Linked DNA regions of Mus musculus: region 1 is linked to region 2. A link is a contact called in public Hi-C data. All regions are on one chromosome and are shown on one strand. The core of a region is the stretch at or near the end of the contact, and the rest is flanking DNA. Distances in the headings are between cores, read along the strand shown.

The links. A called contact is a pair of places that touch in the nucleus more often than the background predicts.
Region 1: a contact with region 2 is called in a Hi-C map of CD8 T cells, with 3 times the contacts expected there. The contact joins two enhancer-like sites. A contact is called at or near these places in 4 of 15 datasets of contacts at CTCF or cohesin (the NIH/3T3 cell line, large pre-B cells, pro-B cells and 1 more), 9 of 484 Hi-C or Micro-C datasets (the Ba/F3 cell line, CD8 T cells, the G1E-ER4 cell line and 5 more) and 2 of 115 datasets of contacts at active chromatin or transcription factors (astrocytes and embryonic stem cells).

What each region holds. Positions count from the first base shown.
Region 1 is chr11:21,302,425-21,305,124 of GRCm38.p6, reverse strand. The region is part of intron 12 of Vps54 (VPS54 GARP complex subunit); the gene reads right to left. Among named protein-coding and RNA genes, the nearest start is that of Mir1933, 41 kb to the left of the region's middle. Within about 2 kb of position 1,299, at least 17 of the 459 cell types and tissues checked have an H3K27ac peak or open chromatin away from gene starts, as enhancers often do. A contact at or near this core is called in CD8 T cells, where this site is marked.
Region 2 is chr11:20,912,548-20,915,247 of GRCm38.p6, reverse strand. All of the region lies in intron 1 of Gm46273 (a long non-coding RNA gene), which reads left to right. Among named protein-coding and RNA genes, the nearest start is that of Gm32293, 3.4 kb to the left of the region's middle. Within about 2 kb of position 1,372, at least 19 of the 459 cell types and tissues checked have an H3K27ac peak or open chromatin away from gene starts, as enhancers often do. A contact at or near this core is called in CD8 T cells, where this site is marked.

The DNA.
Region 1 (2,700 bases), core at 50-2,549, 390 kb before region 2:
CACAGAGCTTGGCAGTGGTAGCATGCACCTTTAATCCCAGCACTCAATAGGCAGAGGTAGGCAGATCTCTGAGTTCAAAGACATCCTAGCATACAAAGCAAGTTCCAGGACAGCCAGGGCTATACTGAGAAACCCTGTCTAAATAAAATAAAATAAATAAATAAATGCCACTTATTCTATGCCAACAATTCTTTAGCATCATAATAAGCCAAGTTAAGTGCCTGTGTCATTTATAGCCCTTTCGATGGAATAAGACAATTTTCAAAGTTATTATTAGCAGGCTCTGATTTATATTACTGGGTTATGATATTGAAGAAAGTTTATTATCCCTCAAAATTATATCGCTAAACCTATTTACTAGTGTCTTAGAATAACAGCAGGGTTAATAGTCTTAAGGTATTCTCAAAACAGTCTTGTATAATTTTACTGAGTCAGGTAGACTGTGGCCCTCAGTAGTTTAAATGATCAACCCACAGCTGCAATAGTAAGAGAGAAAGACCAAAATCTAGAATTGGTCTCTAATTCATTAAACTTCCTCTGTTCCATAATTTCAGGGATTAGGGGGACGGGACAGATGTAGTGGGTACAAATGGAGCCAGAACGCAACCTTTGGTTTCCTTCCTCAGGGACCATTTACCTCGTTTATGACACAGAGCCTCACACTAGCTCAGCAAGTAGGCTAGGCAAGTTGGCTAGGCAAGTTGGCTAGTCATTTCCATGCCTCTGCCTGTTCAGCACTTCGATCTCAAGAGCACACCTCCACATCCAACGTATGACCTGTGTTCAGATGTAAAACTCTTTTTGCTGACTTGAGTTTCCTCTCCAATGCTCAAAACACTTATTTATATAAAAACAGTCTGGTACTAATGCCAATTCCAACCAAAAAATGCTCATTTAGATGTTCAAATTTCCTACTGAAATGAGGTCTTATTTTCTAAAGGATTACTAAAAATTTGCCATGTAACAGAATCACTAATGAATTTAGAACCCTTAGCCATATGCTACTAACTCACAAAGACATAAACAGAAAACAGTAAATAAAAAGTTTTTAAATACTGCAGTGGCCTAACCAAAAGTGTGAATGTTCTTAGATCTTGTTTAATTAGCTGTAATTTTTCCTTAGAAAAGCTCTTTGAGTTTAATTGCTTTTAACTTCCCTGTCACCTCCGAGTTGAGTGGCAAGCTTTCAGGCACTGGTGTATAAGCTGAACATAAGCAGAACCATAGACAGTGCCTATGTTTCATCCTGTGGTAACATGCAATGAAGGAATGCCAGAGAAGATTCTAAAGTGACAGACAATGAGGACAGGAAATAAACCCACATAAACAACTGTGATGCAGGCTTAAGACTGTCAAATGTCACAGCAAGCTGCTAGCTGCTTTCAATACTTCTCTCCCCTGCCACAGTAACGGCTTTAGCTGCACAAGTATCTTTAACTGACAGACAGACAACTAACTAAAGACTCTAGTTCTCAAGCTCTTTTACAGAGCGAGTCATATGTCACATCCTAGCCTCTGCTGTGGAAGTGACAGTAAAAAGTACAAATTCTAGACCATGTTCCTAAAAAACAAGAGCAAGATGGAGAGTGAAGCTAGGGCCTCCCTCATGCCAGGTCAACTCTCTCCTACTGCAGTGAACATGGTGCTTTATCACAGAATAAGAAACGTAATGATAGCCGGGCATGGTGGTGGCGCCTTTAATCCCAGCACTCGGGAGGCAGAGGCAGGAGATTTCTGAGTTCGAGACCAGTCTGGTCTATAGAGTGAGTTCCAGGACAGGCAGGGCCACACAGAGAAACCCTGTCTCAAAAAAACAAAAAAACAAAAAAAAAAAAAAAGAAAGAACAAACGAACGAAGGAATGAACTGTAATGACTACACACTTCTCTGAGTATCTGGTTTATAGCAACAGTGGTACTACATACAGAACAGTAAGGAAGATGGCATTTTAGCTAAATGAGCTAAAGGATTATCTAGGTATAGGAGGAAAAAAAGGAAGAAAATCTTGCATGATACAAAACAATTACAGAGAAACTGTCAATCTAATTGTCAAAGGGACATATTTAAAATTAATAGCCTTTTTTAACCAAAAAGACCTTAACTAGAGAATGAAGTAGGAATTCACAAAGTGGTAGATGATTTTGCAATATGGTTGGAGAGCAGACATGTGCTTACACAAGCAACTCCAGCAAATCACTAAGAAAGGAAGAGGGAGGGAGGGGGGGGCAGACAGGCAAAGACCCTCTTTATACACTTGCCAGGAGAAGCTATCAAAAGGGACAGTAAGTACACGGAAAGGTGTTCTCCTACCAATAACCAGGACAAAACTAAAACTCCTACAGTTGCAACCTAGACTCCGAGCAGCCAACATGTACAAGACTACCAAATGGGGAGAGTGAGGGGAGTGAATGAAGATGTGAGGCAATGGAACTCTTCCTGACAGGACTCTAAGTAATGAGCAAATGCACATGAGGCTAAAAACCCAGAGAACCTTCCCGCTTCTGCTTTTACAGGGCAGACTGGTGTGTCCAGGGCCTTCCCTTCTGCAGTCTTTTCCTCTTGAATTATAACCTTAACTGAGAATGCCCAGTTATGTGTATTTTACAGTGAATATGCTCAGAAATGTGCCTGCCCCACGGTTTATTCCCATATGAATACGTATAGACTTTCTATATAAATTCCTTACCTTTTTTTCCCCCCA
Region 2 (2,700 bases), core at 123-2,622:
TGACTAGAGCGTCCTGCTTCTGCCTGTCCCGCTTCCGCTAAGGGACGTGCATGCAGTCCCGGCCACCACACTTTTATTGGAAAAGCTGTCTTCCAGTTTAACTCTAAAAAATAAGCAACACTGATTATTTTTCAGGGGTGGGAAACACTGGTGTGTGTGTGTGTGTGTGTGTGTGTGTGTGTGTGTGTGGTCTTCGGGGATGTGTGTGGAGGTTGGGTTTGTGGGGTGTGTGTGTGTGTGTGTGTGTGTGGTCTGTGAGGGGGTGTGTGGAGGTTGTATTGTGTTTTGGAATCCATTTTGAAGAAGATAAACTTCTTTGTGCGGGGGGCGGGGGGTACGAAAGGGCACAGTGGGTGCCCCCTGAGCTCTACAATGTTCACACCCTCACACCGATCCTTCCCCCACACCCGCATGCACCTCACACCCTGCAGAGCTCCACAGCACATGTGTTCACCTGCAGCAGTTCTTATCTGAGGAGAATATGTCCCAAGACACACCACACACACACACACATATACACACACACACACCAGTATTTCCCACCCCTGAAAAATGCACGTGCGTGTGTAGTCATGTGGGGCAGTCAGATACCTTCTCCCTTCCCCAGCACTGGTTTTTCTCATGTGTGGAACGGAGGGTACTAATAGCCACTCTGCAGCCATTTCTCTGAATGATAAATAAGTTAATGACAGGAAACAGCACACAGAGGCTGTAACATTAAAGTTAGAGGGTAGTCAGGTGCTGAGCCAGAACTTGGCATCATTGAAGCTGACGGTCAAGATTTGAGGGGGTCGGTGACAAGCAGATTGAGGAATCTGTAAACAGCCCGTGTACTGGTTCTGAGAGCTCTAAAAAACTGGGTTGAAAATGAGAAACACGGGAGCCATCAAATTGCACCAAGTTGTTTGTTTGTTTGTTTTTTCTAGTGTGAGCCAATCTATTGAGACTTGGACTCTAAATATTACGTTTGAGTCACTCCTGCTTCCTTCCCCTCCACCAACAACCTTGTCTGAGACATATCAGGACTGTGGCTTTTCAGCATCTCCCACCAAACTCTTGTCTCTCATCGTAGGCAGAACAGCCCCTTGCAGGAAAAGACACTAGGTGGCGCCAGACCCTTGCGTTTTCCAGCCGTCAAACACTTCCTTTTCCTGTGAGGTTCTGTTTTCTGAGAGAAGTACTAATCTTGCTAGAGACTTGGGGGCTACTTCAATCCATTCCACAAACATAAATCAACTTCCTATCTGTTGTAGGTAGGCTTCTTATTGCTGTGATAAAACACCATGGTCAAAGCAACTGGGGGAGGAGAGGGTTTATTTGGCCCACCCTTCCATATTTCTGTTCATATTTCAGAGGAAGTCAGAACTCAAAACAGGTCAGGAACCTGGAGGCAGGAGCTGGTGCAGAGGCCACGAAGGGGTGCCCCTTACTGACTTGGATCTTCATGGCTTGCTCAGCCCTTCCTTATAGAGCGTAGGACCACCAGCTCAGGGGTGTCCCACCCACAGTGGGCTGGGCCCTCCCCCACCAATCACTAATTAAGATCATGCCCTACAAGCTTGTTTTAACCTGATCTTATGGAGGCATTTCTCAATTGAGGTTCTCTTCTCTTGGATGACGCTAATCTGTTTCAAGATGATAGAGAACTACCCAGCAAACTGTCTCAGCTCAAGGCACCCTCCTCCCTTGTGCCTCTGCTGCTCCCCACCCCACCCTTTTCAGATGCGGTCATGGAAGGAGGTTACTAGACCTGATGCTGAGACCCTAAGTTCGCTACCAGCTATAAATATATTCCTTTTCAACTTCTGCCATCCCCTGAAGAGCAGGAAGAAAAACACTTTCTTCCTTAGGAGGTGCAGGAGAAAGAAAAGAAAAAGGCGAATCCCTCTATGAGCACAGCTGAGTCTTCTGTCCCCACCGGGTCAGAGCTGCCAGCACAATCTGACCTCAGGCCTTCTTATGCTAGGCCTTGCCCTTCCAGGGGAGCACAGGACCTCATTGTCCCCAGTTCAATTCTGAGCACCTCTTCCAACCTTGAGAGCTCAGTGCTGGGGCTGATGGATTCCAAAGCAGTTTCCTGCTTACATCTGGAGCATTCTCCACACCTGCAGGCACTGTCAGTGAGCAGATAAAGTGATTGACACCCTCAGGCCTCCTTGTCACTGCTGGGGCTTATGTCTGTTTAAAATGAAGCTGTTCATGATGCCCACCAGATCAGGCGGTTAACGGCAGTTTGGGCCAATAGTGTTTCCATTGGCAGTGTCTGTCTGGGTATAGGAAGTCTAATTGTTCATAAGAAAGTCCCAGCCTTCTCTTCCTCACCGCTTACTCTATGGGATTTCCTGTGGTGAGAGACTTTGGACTTTGCAGAGTTGGGGGACAAGTGTGAGGGGAGGCTCCTAGCCTCTCCCACCATGAGGACACAATGAGGAGCCAGCTGTCTCAGACACAGTAGGCCCTCAGAGGACTCTTTTGGGAGCTGAATGTATCTTTCCCCAGACAGCCTGCCCTGTTAACACTGGTGGTTAAATTACAGGTCCTTGCAACCACCAGATATTGGAAAGGGTTTTACTTTAATATTCCCTTGCCTTCTTAAAGACCAGATCACTAGGAAGAAAGCCATTTTCTTTGGCTAATGCAGTAGTTCTCAATCTTCCTAATGCTGTCTGTGACCTTTTAATGCAGTTGCTCATATTGTGG